2 separate regions of the Mus musculus genome follow, and region 2 is linked to region 1. Evidence: chromatin contacts called from public Hi-C data. All regions are on one chromosome and are shown on one strand. The core of a region is the stretch at or near the end of the contact, and the rest is flanking DNA. Distances in the headings are between cores, read along the strand shown.

What was found. Hi-C and Micro-C count contacts between places; a contact is called where the count stands out from the background.
Region 2: a contact with region 1 is called in a Hi-C map of bone marrow-derived macrophages, with 22 read pairs. The contact joins two enhancer-like sites. A contact is called at or near these places in 1 of 484 Hi-C or Micro-C datasets (bone marrow-derived macrophages), 1 of 115 datasets of contacts at active chromatin or transcription factors (embryonic stem cells) and 1 of 9 other capture datasets (embryonic stem cells).

What each region holds. Positions count from the first base shown.
Region 1 is chr10:95,146,857-95,153,295 of GRCm38.p6, reverse strand. No RefSeq gene overlaps it. Among named protein-coding and RNA genes, the nearest start is that of Gm29684, 4.3 kb to the right of the region's middle. Within about 2 kb of position 1,740, at least 71 of the 459 cell types and tissues checked have an H3K27ac peak or open chromatin away from gene starts, as enhancers often do. A contact at or near this core is called in bone marrow-derived macrophages, where this site is marked.
Region 2 is chr10:95,363,135-95,369,669 of GRCm38.p6, reverse strand. 2310039L15Rik (RIKEN cDNA 2310039L15 gene) reads right to left here. Exons shown (of 3, transcript NR_045337.1): 3 at 6,454-6,535. Among named protein-coding and RNA genes, the nearest start is that of 2310039L15Rik, 30 kb to the right of the region's middle. Within about 2 kb of position 1,904, at least 21 of the 459 cell types and tissues checked have an H3K27ac peak or open chromatin away from gene starts, as enhancers often do. A contact at or near this core is called in bone marrow-derived macrophages, where this site is marked.

The DNA.
Region 1 (6,439 bases), core at 491-2,990:
GCTTAGGCATGGGTAAGTTAACATTTGAATCTGCATTCTTTGAGGGTTTCTGTCACTTCATACCAAGGGGTATCAAATATAGTCACTTCTATTTTGTAAAGGAGAGAAAATACACAGGGAGCCAGAATAATTACACTGTCTTAACCAGAGGCTGAGATCACAAAGGCCCTGTAGTTTTGCCTTCAGGCAAAAGTGGGGTCAAGCTGTTGATTTAAAATGAAAAAAATGAAATTCTTACATTTCTCTTGAGACGAGGTACAGAGGTGCTTTTTAAACAACATTTCCTCTTCAAACATGCCCGCAGGAAATGCCCGTGCCAGCCATGCAGGCCTATTAATGGTTAAAGGGCAAGGGTCACACTGAGATACAGTGGCCCTAAAATAAAGTTATGAAACCGTATCAGTCTGGCAAGGAGAAATGAAAGGAAACACAGAATGTTCTCAGATACATAGAAAGGGTTTTGTTTCACAACTTCTCTAAACAAATTCTAAACCTTGTGTACTTCTAGGAAGCCGGGCAGTTAGCGACTACCCTGCTGCTCGCAGCCAGTGCGTAGCATCGTCAGAGCATGACCTGACTTGTGAGCCTGCTGCTCCTGAGCAAACACGTGCTTTCCTGGTAGTGATTCTTAATGTTTCTGCTGGAAGGTTGATGGTGCTCTGAGCACTTTAGTTGGGAACATAGATTTTATTGAGTGCCTAGTCAGCTGTGACCAAGTTACAAAGGCTACACATAGAGTCACGTACCAGCTCTGATAGGGAAAAGCAGGCAAGCCATCTAAGAGTTATGGCTTCTCTGTTAGGGTGAGAACTACAATAAAAGTAGGCCAGGGTACCTGGGAGAGTTCAACAAAGGGTATCCAAGCCAGTGTTGGAAGTTCAGCAAAATGTTCCTGGCTCAAGTGTTATCTAAAGCAAGGCCCCAAAGATGGGGAGCTAGTGGGGTATGTCTTAGGGTTTTACTACTATGCACACCATGACCAAGGCAACTCTTATAAAGAACAACATTTAATTGGGGCTGGCTTACAGGCTTAGAAGTTCAGTCCATTATCATCAAGGTGGAACATGGCAGCATCCGGGCAGGCATGGTGTAGGAGGAGCTTAGAGTTCTACATCTTCATCTGGAGGCTGCTAGCAGAAGACTGACTTCCAGGCAGCTAGGATGAGGGTCTTAATGCCCATAACCACAGTGACACACACACTCCAACAAGGCTATACTTACTCCAACAGGGCCACACCTTCTAATAGTGCCACTCCCTGGGTGGAGCATATACAAACCATCACAGGGTGTTTTGCTTTCCTTTCCTGCAGAGAAGAGAATGTATGGGAAGGGCCAGAAGAGAATATGTATGTCTGGGAAGTTGAAAGGGATTCTGTGTGGCTAGTGGAGATGGTTGAATACTCAGGTAGAGACTTGTCTTATACACTGTGTTAGAGACTTAAGGATCATCAGAGATTTAAGAACGAGGATACGATGGTAACTTACATTTTAGAAAGATCATGATTCTGGGCATGTGTATCCCAGAAACCCTGCAGATTTGGAGCATGAGATACAGGATGGGAAGAAGAACAAAAGCATGAGGTGGTAGCTGTGGTTCATACTCTAGACGGTCATGGTCTAGTCCAGGTCATATTGCCAGACATGAGAAAGAAGAAAGCGGTCTAAGAGCTCCCTTAAGAAGTTTATCAGATCAACAAGACTCTGTGTTGGATTCAGTATGAGGGTTATATAGGGAAGTGGTCCAGGATGCACGCGGTACCCAGGTTTCTGGGATGTTGATGAGATCAGTATCTTAGTTACTGAGCACTGCAGAAGAAACAGATATTTTTGAGAAGTGTTAGGGAGTTGTATATTAGCTGTTCTCTTGTTACTGTAAAAGAAAAAAATTGCAATGAAAGGAACTTAAGGAAAAGTTCTAAGGAGTAGAGTTCATAATGGCAGAGAAGGCATGCCAGCTAGAGCAAGATGGTCACACTGTGTACACAGTAAAGAAGTAAGGGCTGGTTTCTGTTCCTTAGCTTGCTTCCTCTTTTGCAATCATCCAGCCCAGTGCTACTCACAGTCAAGTGACATCATTCTTGCCCAGCTAAACCTTTCTGGAAACACTCTCCGACACATAAGCACAGAGGTATGCTTATATGGCGATTCCAGCCAAGGTGGCATTGAAGCTTAACCATCACAAATCCAATTTGGCAAATGATGCTGGAAACATGTAGGGTGACCAGATGGAGTTCTTTTCATAAGATTGTATTGGCCATGGACCCAAACTTCTGGCCATTCATGTGTTGTGATATAAACCATGGCCCAATTATACTCATAGGTGCTACCAGAAATAATGTAGCAGTATGGGGAGAGGTCTGTTTAGAGATATCTAGATAGGAGGGTGACAGCCTTCTCCTGCTGATACAAGGAGTCAGCCCTATGGAAAGCAGAGGTCACTGGGACTTCAGACCTTGATCTATTTTTGCTTCTCAGCCAGAAAACTCTAAGAAAAATCTTAAATAAGATTCCAACTCAAGAAATCCCCAACTAAGTGATAGCTTGGCATTCTATTTTTCTACCTTATTATGATTATGGAAAGCAATACATTGCAGTTTTTAAAAAAACTGAAAATGAATGTTTAATGTGTATCTTATCCTGGACCAGCGATGAGAGGTATGATCCTCTGCTGATGCTATGCAGAGGCAACGACCCACAACTGCTAGTCAGGCAAACTGAGGGATGCCCCATGCTCCACACTAGTGGTTCTCCACCTGTGAGTCGTGGCCCCTTTGGGAAGTCAAATAACCCTTTCACAGGGGTTACCTAAGACCATTGGAAAATGCAGATATTTACGTTAGAACTCCGAACAGTAGCAAAATTACAGGTATGAAGTAGCAATGAAAATAATTTTATGTTTGGGGATCACCAGAACAGGAGGAACTGTGTTAAGAGGTCACGTCATTAGGCACCTCTGCTCTACAGTGAACTGTGTTGCTAAACTGTGACACTCCATAGGCCATGCTAGTAGGAATATGGAAGACATTGGTGCTAAGGGTATTTTGAACTGTGCATACCTGGCTCTAGAGGTTTCAGTGAAGAAGAATTTTAGTATGTGTCCTAAGAGTGTTCTTGTGGTATCTTGGTGAAGAAAGTGGCTTTGTTTTGCCTTTGTTTGAGGGGTCTACCTGAGACAAAGGTAAAGAGATTTATATTAATTGCATTGACAAAGGAAGTCTCAAAGAAGCCCAGCAGAGACTTTGCTCTTATTCTATGGTTTAGCCTCATGAAGAGCATTTTGATCAAGCATAGCAAGCTTCAAAAGGAAAAGTACAAAATGGAAAAGAACAAAATGTATGGTTCAAAGAATAAAGGGGCAGCAGGAAGTAGAATGGAGCTGAATCCTGCATTCAAGGAGATAAACAGATTAAGGGAGTGTCGACCTCTTGGCAAGGTTCCACACAGCTAAGCTTATTGTTTATGTGTTTGCAGTTGAACAAGGGCACTGCCTGATTATGGTTTTCATTTGGACTTTTAATCTGGAATGAACTACAATCCAGAAATGGAGGAGACAGGCTTTTGATCTGCACCTTGAGGGAATAGTGACCATGGAAAGCTTAGGGTACAGGCCTTGAATCCCAGGAGACAGAGGCAAGCAGATCTCTGAGTTCAAGATCAGTCTCTAAAGCAAGTTCCAAAATAGCCAAGCTTAGGTAGTAAAGGAGCTGGAAAACAGAAAGCTGGTGATAATGTAACAGAACAAGGGGGTCAGGTTCCATCCCCAGCAAACAACAGACCTTGGCAGCTTTGGCCATGTAGCTCTGGCTTTAGAGTCAAGAATAGAAAGGACTACTAGAACAATTGATGCTTGTTGGCTGGAGCTAAGAAATTAGCAGTGATTAAGAAGAGACCAACATCATTGATCTGAGAAGTAACATTTTGGGGGGACCTAAGGAAGCTGTGTTCCAGGGATAGCCAAGGTGCCTTGTGCTTCAGCTGGAGTCGGTAAGAGTCACCCAGGTGATACTGGTTTTGAAGGCATAAAGGGGTCGTGGAGAGCAGCTGAGGCATGTCATTGTGAAAGGCCAAGGAAGGCCACTGGTGAAGAGGCCCAGGACTGAAGGGATCATGCAAAGAAGTTGAGGCTTGGCACCATGAAGGTAGTCTATGAGAGGCGATGGGTGAAGCTTAGATGCAGTGAAAAACCCCATGTATTAGAGATGCCAGTACCATAGAATGACTACAAAGAACAGCAGCAGTAGCGACATGGAGCCAACCAGAGCCTAGAGTGCTACAGAGGGCAGAGCTAGGCAAGAGAGCCAAGTCCTTTGGAGGAGCCCAAAAGATCATGTGTGGATCCCAGACATTGTAACAAGAAGCTGTGAAGTCAAAGTTGCCTTGGAGACCCCAAGGTGTTAGAGACGTCAAAGCCATGGGATTTCTGCTGAGGAAAGCGGCTAAGTGGGAGTGAAACCAGTGCAGGAGGAAGAAGTTTGTTGTAGTCAACAAAGATGAGAGGAGTTGGAGATTTCAAGAGCACTTTGACATCAGATGTGGAGATGAAGAAGTTGGAGTTTACCCAGCTGGTCCAGGATTTCTTCACTGTGATGTTTTGGTATGGTAATGTATATCCCGTGATGTTTGAGGTTTGTCATCTGTTTTTTGATTTTGACTTTATAGGAGATTACAGCTAAGTGATTGAATAAATCTCAAAAAAGACTTTGAACTTTGGACTTTGAACATTGTTGAGACTGCTATAGACTAAGGGGACTTTTGAAATTAGACTAAATATATTTTTGCTGTATTTATGTATTGCCCCTGATATTATCATGTCTTTGAATAAGCCTCTGGAGGCCAGGGAGTGGAATGTGGTCGTTTGAATACACTAGGCTCAGGGGTAGCACTATTAGTGAAGTGTGGCCTTGTTGAAGTAGGTGTGGCCTTGTTGGAGGAAGTGTGTCACTGTGGAGGTGGGTTCTGAGTCCCTCCTCCCATTTACATGGGGCATAGTCTTCTGTTTGCCTTTGGAACAAGGTGTAGAACTCTCAGCTCCCCCAGTACCATGCCTGCCTGGACGCTGCCATGCTTCCAGCCATGATGATAATTGACTGAACCTCTGAACCTGTAAGCCAGCCACAATTAAATGTTTTTCATAAGAGGTACCTTGGTCATGGTGTTTCTTCACAGCAATGGAGACTCTAAAACACCTCAAAATAAACACACACACACACACACACACACACACACACACACACACACCAAAACAAAGCATAGAAAACATCTCATCGTGGTAGCTGTAGTATCTCACAATGTGTCTCACAGTGTATTCCTCTGTCCACACAGCTTCACTCGCAAATATTCACTGCAAGGAGTCATTGGTCTGGTTTGAGCTTCTGTGACACCATCAATATTGGATTCTCACCAGGACTCCCATTGTTGCTCTGCATCATGAAGATCCTGCAGCTTTGGAACAGTAGGTCTGGTCCTTTCACAAATCCCAACCATTTGCAGACGATATTGATTTTGGGGTGGGCCAACTTAGAGCCCTGGATCTGGGCCTGGGTGGCAGCTGAGCTGGTCAGCAAGCTGGCTTTCCCTTATCTGCACCACCAGGGCAAGCTCTCTAGCACTGCTCTGGCTAGGCTAACCATCAGTAGGAGACAGGGTCAACTCTCCTGGTCTCATGCCTTCAGGCAGCTCACCGTAGCCTTTGCCATCAGGGCCAGCTCCACTGCATTGCCCAGGTGAGGTGCAGGGCCCACTCTCCTGAATGCTATAGCTAGCAAGAGGTCAGGGCTAGCTCTCTCACTCTTATGCCCTTGGAGCCCGCTCTCCTGGCTACTGCAAAGGTTCAGGGTCAGGGTCAGAGAGGGCATCACCCCTGCACCTAAGTCACGCTCCTGCAGACAAATGACAGAGGCAGCTATCCTGTGCTCTTTACCTCAGGGCTGGCTTACCTGTCCTCCCCCTGACCCCCACCAGAGGCAGCTCTACTGTGCTGTCCAGATGAGGTGCCCCACCTGCTGTCCAGAGTGCTGCAGCTGGCACCCACACCACCAGGCAAGGGAGGGCCAGCTCTCCCTTGATCTTGCCCTCAGGGCTGGCTCACCTGAGGCCCCTCTGATCGTCAACTTGATGGGATTTAGAATCATATAGGAGACAGACGAACTTCTGAGCATGTCTATGAGGGCATTTTCTGAGAGGTGTAGTTGAGGTGAGAACGTGGGCAACACCATTCCACAGGCTGCGTTCCCAGTCTGAGGAAACAGGAGAAAGAGAAGGGAACGCCACCATTCACCTCTCTGCTTCACATCTGTGGCTACTGTCACCATCTGCCCTGTACTTTGGCTGCCATGTCTTCCCCACCATGGTGGACTGGCCCCTCAAAATGTAAGACAGGATGAAAAGTATTTCATCACAGAGATGAGCAAAACAAGCAAAACAGAAGCAAGCCGAAGAC
Region 2 (6,535 bases), core at 655-3,154, 220 kb before region 1:
TAAGAAAAGATCCCAGGCATAAGCAGTCTTGTGGGACTAAGTTTTCTTAATATCTCACACTATCACAATAGGGATCAAATTTCAGCACATGAACCCCCCCCCTGTGTGTGTGTGTGTGTGTGTGTGTGTGTGTGACCCAAATCATATTAAGTCATAACAAGACAATGTCTAGAGATGAGGAACTCTGGAACTGGGGGAGAGGGGTTGTGGCAGGGAGCAAGTGCAGAATGGCTAACTTGCCCATGATTCACCCTCCTGTCAGTGTTTTCCTGACTGAATGCAACTGGAAGCCAGAGGATAAGGGTGCAGGGGGAATGTGGCTCATAAATGCCAATCTTCTCCAGCATCCTGGGGCACAGCAGAGCAGGAAAGAACAACCAATGGACTGGATGGAGGCAAGCCAGCAGAACCAGCCAGTTCCTGCTTCAGCATATGCCAAAGAGAAGGTGATAACTAAGTGAGAAGACAAAGAAAGCTGAAGCAAAAGCAGATATACCAATAGGTGTTTCACAAGCCCCGAGGTGGTGGCGCACACCTTTAGTCTGGGCACTCAGGACGTAGAGGCAGGCGGCTCTCTGAGTTCGAGGACAGCCTGATCTACAGAGTTCCAGGACAGTCAGGGCTACACAGAGAAACCCTGTCTCAAAAACAACAACAACAACAACAAACAAACAAAAAAAGTTTCACAAGCCTCAGTAAGGTGAACGAAAGTACCCTCTACAAACCTGCAGTCAGATGTGTGGCTCACAACCGTAACTTCAGTGCTCAGGATAATAAGACAGGAGGCGTGCCATGAACGTGAAACTAGCCTGGTCTACAGTGCATTTTAGACCTGCCTGGGCTACAGATGTGAGGCTCTATCTCAAAAACAACAAGGGGAAAGCAATAATCTTTAAACCTCACAGAAATTTTACAAGATATAACATCGACCCCGTGTGTGTTTGGTTAAAGATCCTGAGACCTTTGAGAGTAACGGACCCCAGTAACGTGGAATTGTGGAGCCAAGACTACAAATGAGGCCCCAGATTTTTTTCATTGGACCAAGCTAAACATGTTTATATGAACAAGTTAAACATAGACACACACACACACACACACACACACACACACACACACACCCCGTAGCCCCCCCTCCCCCCGCTCTGGTCATTCCCGGAAATGTCTGTCTGCTTGCCGAATCCCTGAGCAGAGTCTGTTTCGGCCTCGGTGGCTTTTAGCCTACATAGGGTCCACAGAGGAAGGCAGCTTCCGCCGGCTGAATATTATAGTGACAATCTAACGCCATTCATACTCCAATCACCAACTGTTGCTCTCCTTCATCGCTATTGTGTAGGGTGTCTAGATTTATTTCTATTGTTTGTAGTCATGCATCTCCCGTGTGGGTATGTGTATGTGAATGCAAATGCTTACAGTGATCAGAGGTATTGGATTCAACCGGGAACTGGAGCTATAACCAACATAAGCCGCCCAACGAGTGTACAGGGAACCCACCTCATGTCCTCTACAAGAGCAGGACACAGATTTAACCATGGAGAAATTTCTCTAACTCTTAATTTTAATTTTTTTAAATTTTTTAAATAAAAATTGATATAATATATATTATATGTTGAGCATATTCCCCTAAAGCCCCTACCCCCTCCTTTCCCGCCTCCTGTTAGTTTCATTTCTTCCCCAAGACAGTTTCACTTCTGCCTGTAGGTCAGATATTCATACATGATTTCATGTATCTATAAAAAAAAAAAAAAATCCAGGAACCACAAATGAAAGAAAACATGTTCTATTTTTTTTTTCTTTCTGAAGCTGGCTGAATTCGTTTAATTGGATCGTCTCCAGTCATATCTACTTCCACACGAGCAGCGTAACTTCATGTTCCCGTTGTGTAGATAGACCACACTCTCTTTATTCATGCCTCTGTGCTGACTTCGTAATCAGCTACTGTAGACTAGAGCTGCCGATAACCACAGACGTGCAGGTACCTCTGTGATGGTTTCCCAAGTCCCTCAGGGAAACACCTAGAAGTGGCTCATGCCCTAGTTAGTTGTTTGAGAGACCTCGATACTGATTGCCTCAGTGACTGGACCAGTTTACCTTCCTACCAGGGGTATAGAAGAGCTCCCTTTGTCCGAATGTGGCCAGTGTTTGCTGTTTGTTTTCTTGATGCCTGCCATTCTGACTGGCTGGAGACAGAACGCAGTGTATTTTAATTTGCAGCCATCTGTTTCTTTATAATGTAATTATTTAAGAGCACCCCAGCTCTTTAAGGCTTTGGAGAATCTGGGTTTTGTTTGTCTCCTGTCACTTCGTCTGAAGCACTTGGGCAGGCACGGGTCAGTACAGTCAGTTATTTGGTGTCTTTTAATGTTTAAGAAAAACTCACTTAGACGGTACATTGTTACACATGCGCCACAAACTTGTACCCTTTTTTCTCCCATTGAATATTGGACAATGAGTATTTATTATCCAAGCTATATAAATAGCACTTTCAAAACAATTAGCATATATCAATTGTGTATAGTCATGAGTTCATGTCTACAATGTACTTGGCTCATTTTCACCCCATCAGAACTTTCTTTTTTATCTTTCCTTTTCCCCCACCCTAGGTGTGCTTATTCTTCCCAAATAACATTTCTTTTACTTTTATGCCTCAAGAAAGAAAACCAGACTCCATATGTGAGGGAACGTGTGTGATGATTGTGGTTCTGAGCCTGGTCTACTTCACATAATCTGATGAGCTCCAGTTTCATCCATTATCCTGCGAATGGTATTTTGTTCTTTATGACTAAATAATCAGGTACTGGCAGCACACTTTCTGTATCACCCATTAATGGGAACCCAGGCAGATTGCTTCACCTGGCTGCTGTGAACACTGCCATGGCACATGTCATTGGCTCTCTCATAGTAACTCTAGGGGTGTAAGTTACTTCAAGGGATTTTTCTGTTGCTGGACGTTTGACTATGCGGCATCCTCATTCCATTCAATATCTACTCAGTATCAAGGTTGTCAGGAGCAACATTTTGGAGGCGGATTTCTTTCGGTGGAATTGCTTTGAGGAGAGCTGCTGTCTTCAGGGAATGCCTAGAAAGGATGGTTACACTCCACAGCTGTAATTACATCCAATAGACTCAGCTTGTGAATCTAATTTGTTTTGTAAGCTAATCCATCTTGTTGTGGAAGAGTTGAAAGTGTCTTCTGGTATACACCGGTGGAAGAATACCTTTATAAAACCCATTCGTCCATCTATCCCCACCCCCACAACCATCCACCTGCCCACCCACCCACAATCACCCTAGGACACTAGGTGAGGGGAAAGGGAATAGAAGAGAGATTAATAATGGGTGAAAAAAAAGATCCAAGTACATTATAGACATGTTCTTATTACCATGTACAATTAGTATATGCTAATAATTTTGAAAATACTGTTTATACAACTTGGATAATATAACTACTCATGAGCTAATATTAAATGGAGGCAGGGGAAGGGTACAAGTGTGTGTCACACATGTGACAATGTATCTTTTAAGAGTGGCATTTCGCTGGGCAGTGGTGGTGCAACGCCTTTAATCTCAGCACTTTGGGAGGCAGAGGCAAGTGGATTTCTGAGTTCGAGGCCAACCTGGTCTACAGAGTGAGTTCCAGAGTTCCAGGACAGCCAGAACTACTATACAGAGAAACAACCAAAAAAAAAAAGAGTGGCATCTCTCTGGGGCTGTGGTCTTCTCCAAAGGTGTACCATTTCACCATCTTTAGTATAGCTTTGTCTATTGGTGAGCAAGAGCTAAGTCCAGATGCCATTATGACTGCTCAAAGTCCCAGTCAAGACCACATAAATTCCATCATTATGTTGAACATTGTAGAATTTTTTGAGGTATCAAATTGAAATGTCAACTTCCATTGTATTGAAACTACCAAACAGCCCCTATTAGTGTCAGAAAAATCCCCTTAAAATGCCTTAAAGCATAGAAAGGGATGTGAGAAGGATTCTGTATTGGCTGAGCATCCGTGCACATCTGGCTGGAAACCGAACCATTAGTCTTGCAAGCACAATGCTCTGGCTGAGAGTGGTGAAGTCTGTAGCTGGTGGCCCTGCTCTGCTTCAGAGTCCACTCCACTTCTTCTTACTATGTGGCATAGCAAAACTCTCAGTTTCTCTTCCTTACTTTCATTATCAAATAAGGTAAAAGTTTCATCTCCTTTATAGCCTCAGAGGCCTAATTACATTTGTATACGAAGACTCAGTTCAAGGGTGTGTTAAACAGAGTGAACATTTGCAGTATGTCTTAGCGTTTCTAGTGCTGTGGTAAAACCTATGGTCAAAAGCTGTTTGAGGAGGGAAGGGTTCATTTGGCTCACACTTCCACATAATAGTCCACCATTGAAGAACATCAGGACAGGGCAGGAACCTGGAGGCAGAAGCTAATGCAGAGGGCATGCATGTATGGGTGCTGCTTACTGGCTTGCTCTTGCAAGACAGTTGATCATACTTCGGAACCCTGAGATTGTTTCGTTTACTGGAAAAACCTGTTTCTAGTTGTGGTGTGGCTCACCCTTAGCACACATCTAAAATCCCTTTGACTGCAATACAGACAGGCCTTTAGTGCACACATTTAATCCCAAACAATGAAGGTAAAGTTAATTTGTAGAAAGAAGCACCCATGTTTGAAAGTGATGTCTAATTGAGTGGCAGACAAAGTGATGAATCAGAGAAAGATTTGACAGAATTAGATATGCCCAACTCTCACAAGTGGAGAGAGGAAAGGGAAGCCACTTGAGGGGCAGTGCAGGCAGAGAGAGGAGGGTTTTTTTTTTTTTATTGAGATAGTTGTACTGAGACAGACGATTAGAACATATTGCCAAGGGTAGTTTGAGGCCAAGCAGAGCAAACAAGTCAGAGGCCAAAAGAGAAGCTAGATTGAATCTGTCAGCTTGGAGAGGCATTTGAGCCAGAACAGCTGAGTTGAACCAACCTGTAAGAGTTCAGAAAGAATTAGAAAAGGTGAGTTTATTCAGCAGCAAGTCTCAGAGGCTAGAAACAGTCTAGTGCTAGATTAGACTGTACAGAGGCTAGAAGCTTCCAGGACTAGGTCTAGGTTAGCAGACTGAGGCAGTAAGCCTCCAAGATGACAGGCAAATAAAAGATACTTTAACACTCCCCATGGCCTGCTCAGCTTTACTTCTTATAGAACCCCAGGGTCATAAGCTTAGGGATGACAGCAGTCATTATAGGCTCCCCCCATCAGCCATTAATCAAGAAAAGGCCTCACAGAGTTGCCTACAGGTCAATCTTCTGGAAGCCTTTTTTCTTTTTCCTCAGTTGAGAGTCACTTTTACTAAAGGACTCTAGCTTGTGTCAAGTTGACACAAAACACCAACCCAGCACTCTCCTTATCTTCAAAGCTTTTACCCTTTCCCTGAAACAAGTCGATGAAGCAGATCAGGTGTTGAAAAATGGCCAGTGGATACGTTCATCTCAGCCTGTAGATATTCCTTCAGTTAGAACCAATGCATGGAATCCTAAAGTTGTATATAGAAGACCTAGATTTCTGCTTTTTCTTGAAAAACGAACAAAAAAGGCAAAAAACCCTCATGTGATAGCAACAAGCTCCAGCCATGAACAAGGAGAGAGGCAGGTGGATAGGCTTCCAGGCTGACATGCACTTCTCAGCTCTTGGGAACACACTGGCTCCTGCTACTTAGCTATTTGGGACTCATTCAGCTTATAAGAAAGAAGTTGTCCTCTCTATTTTTAAACTAGACTAAAAGCCATAGAAAATGCATAATTTATTCAAACCAACAAAGGCCAGTTTGCCACATAGTAATCCTTTGACAAATGTCAGCTCCCAGTTCTCTGTTTTATGGGCAATTTAAGGCATAATTTCTTTTCCAAAATCACGTTGTGCTCTTTAGAGAGGCTTGAAGTGCCATGGGACCTCACAATTTATAGAGTTTGAAATTAATTTGAACCTGCCATTCGTGTTTGTGGGCATGAGTGCGTGTGTACCACAGGACCCACACGAAGGTCAAAAGGCAACTTTTTGGAGATTGTTCTCTCCTTCCACCATGTGGGTCCCAGGGATAGAATCCAGTCACTAGGCTTGAGCTACAGCAAACGCTTTTATCTGCTGAGCTGTTACACCTGCCCTGATAGCTTTTTACAGTGGCTGCAGGAGCTCACAGAAGATGCTGTTTAGAGGGTGTACGAAGATCCTTTAGGTCCTCACTGTGGTCAGATCACGTTTCCCCAAATTCATATGCTGGAACTTAATTGCTAGTCTGACCTTATCCAGAGATGGGGCCACCAGCAGGTATCAAGTCAGCCAAGAGAGTGGGGCTCTCAGATGAGGGATGCAGGGAACTGATTCTCTTTTTGTACCCCTGGCAGGTCCGCCATGTGATGAGTAACGATTCAGCAGGAAGATAAAGAACGGGCCTTCATCTTGACTTCCCAACCTCCAGAACTTTGAAAAATTACTTTTTATTATAGATTATTCAGTCTCAGGTATTTAGTTATAACAGAACAAATACACCAGGTCAGTA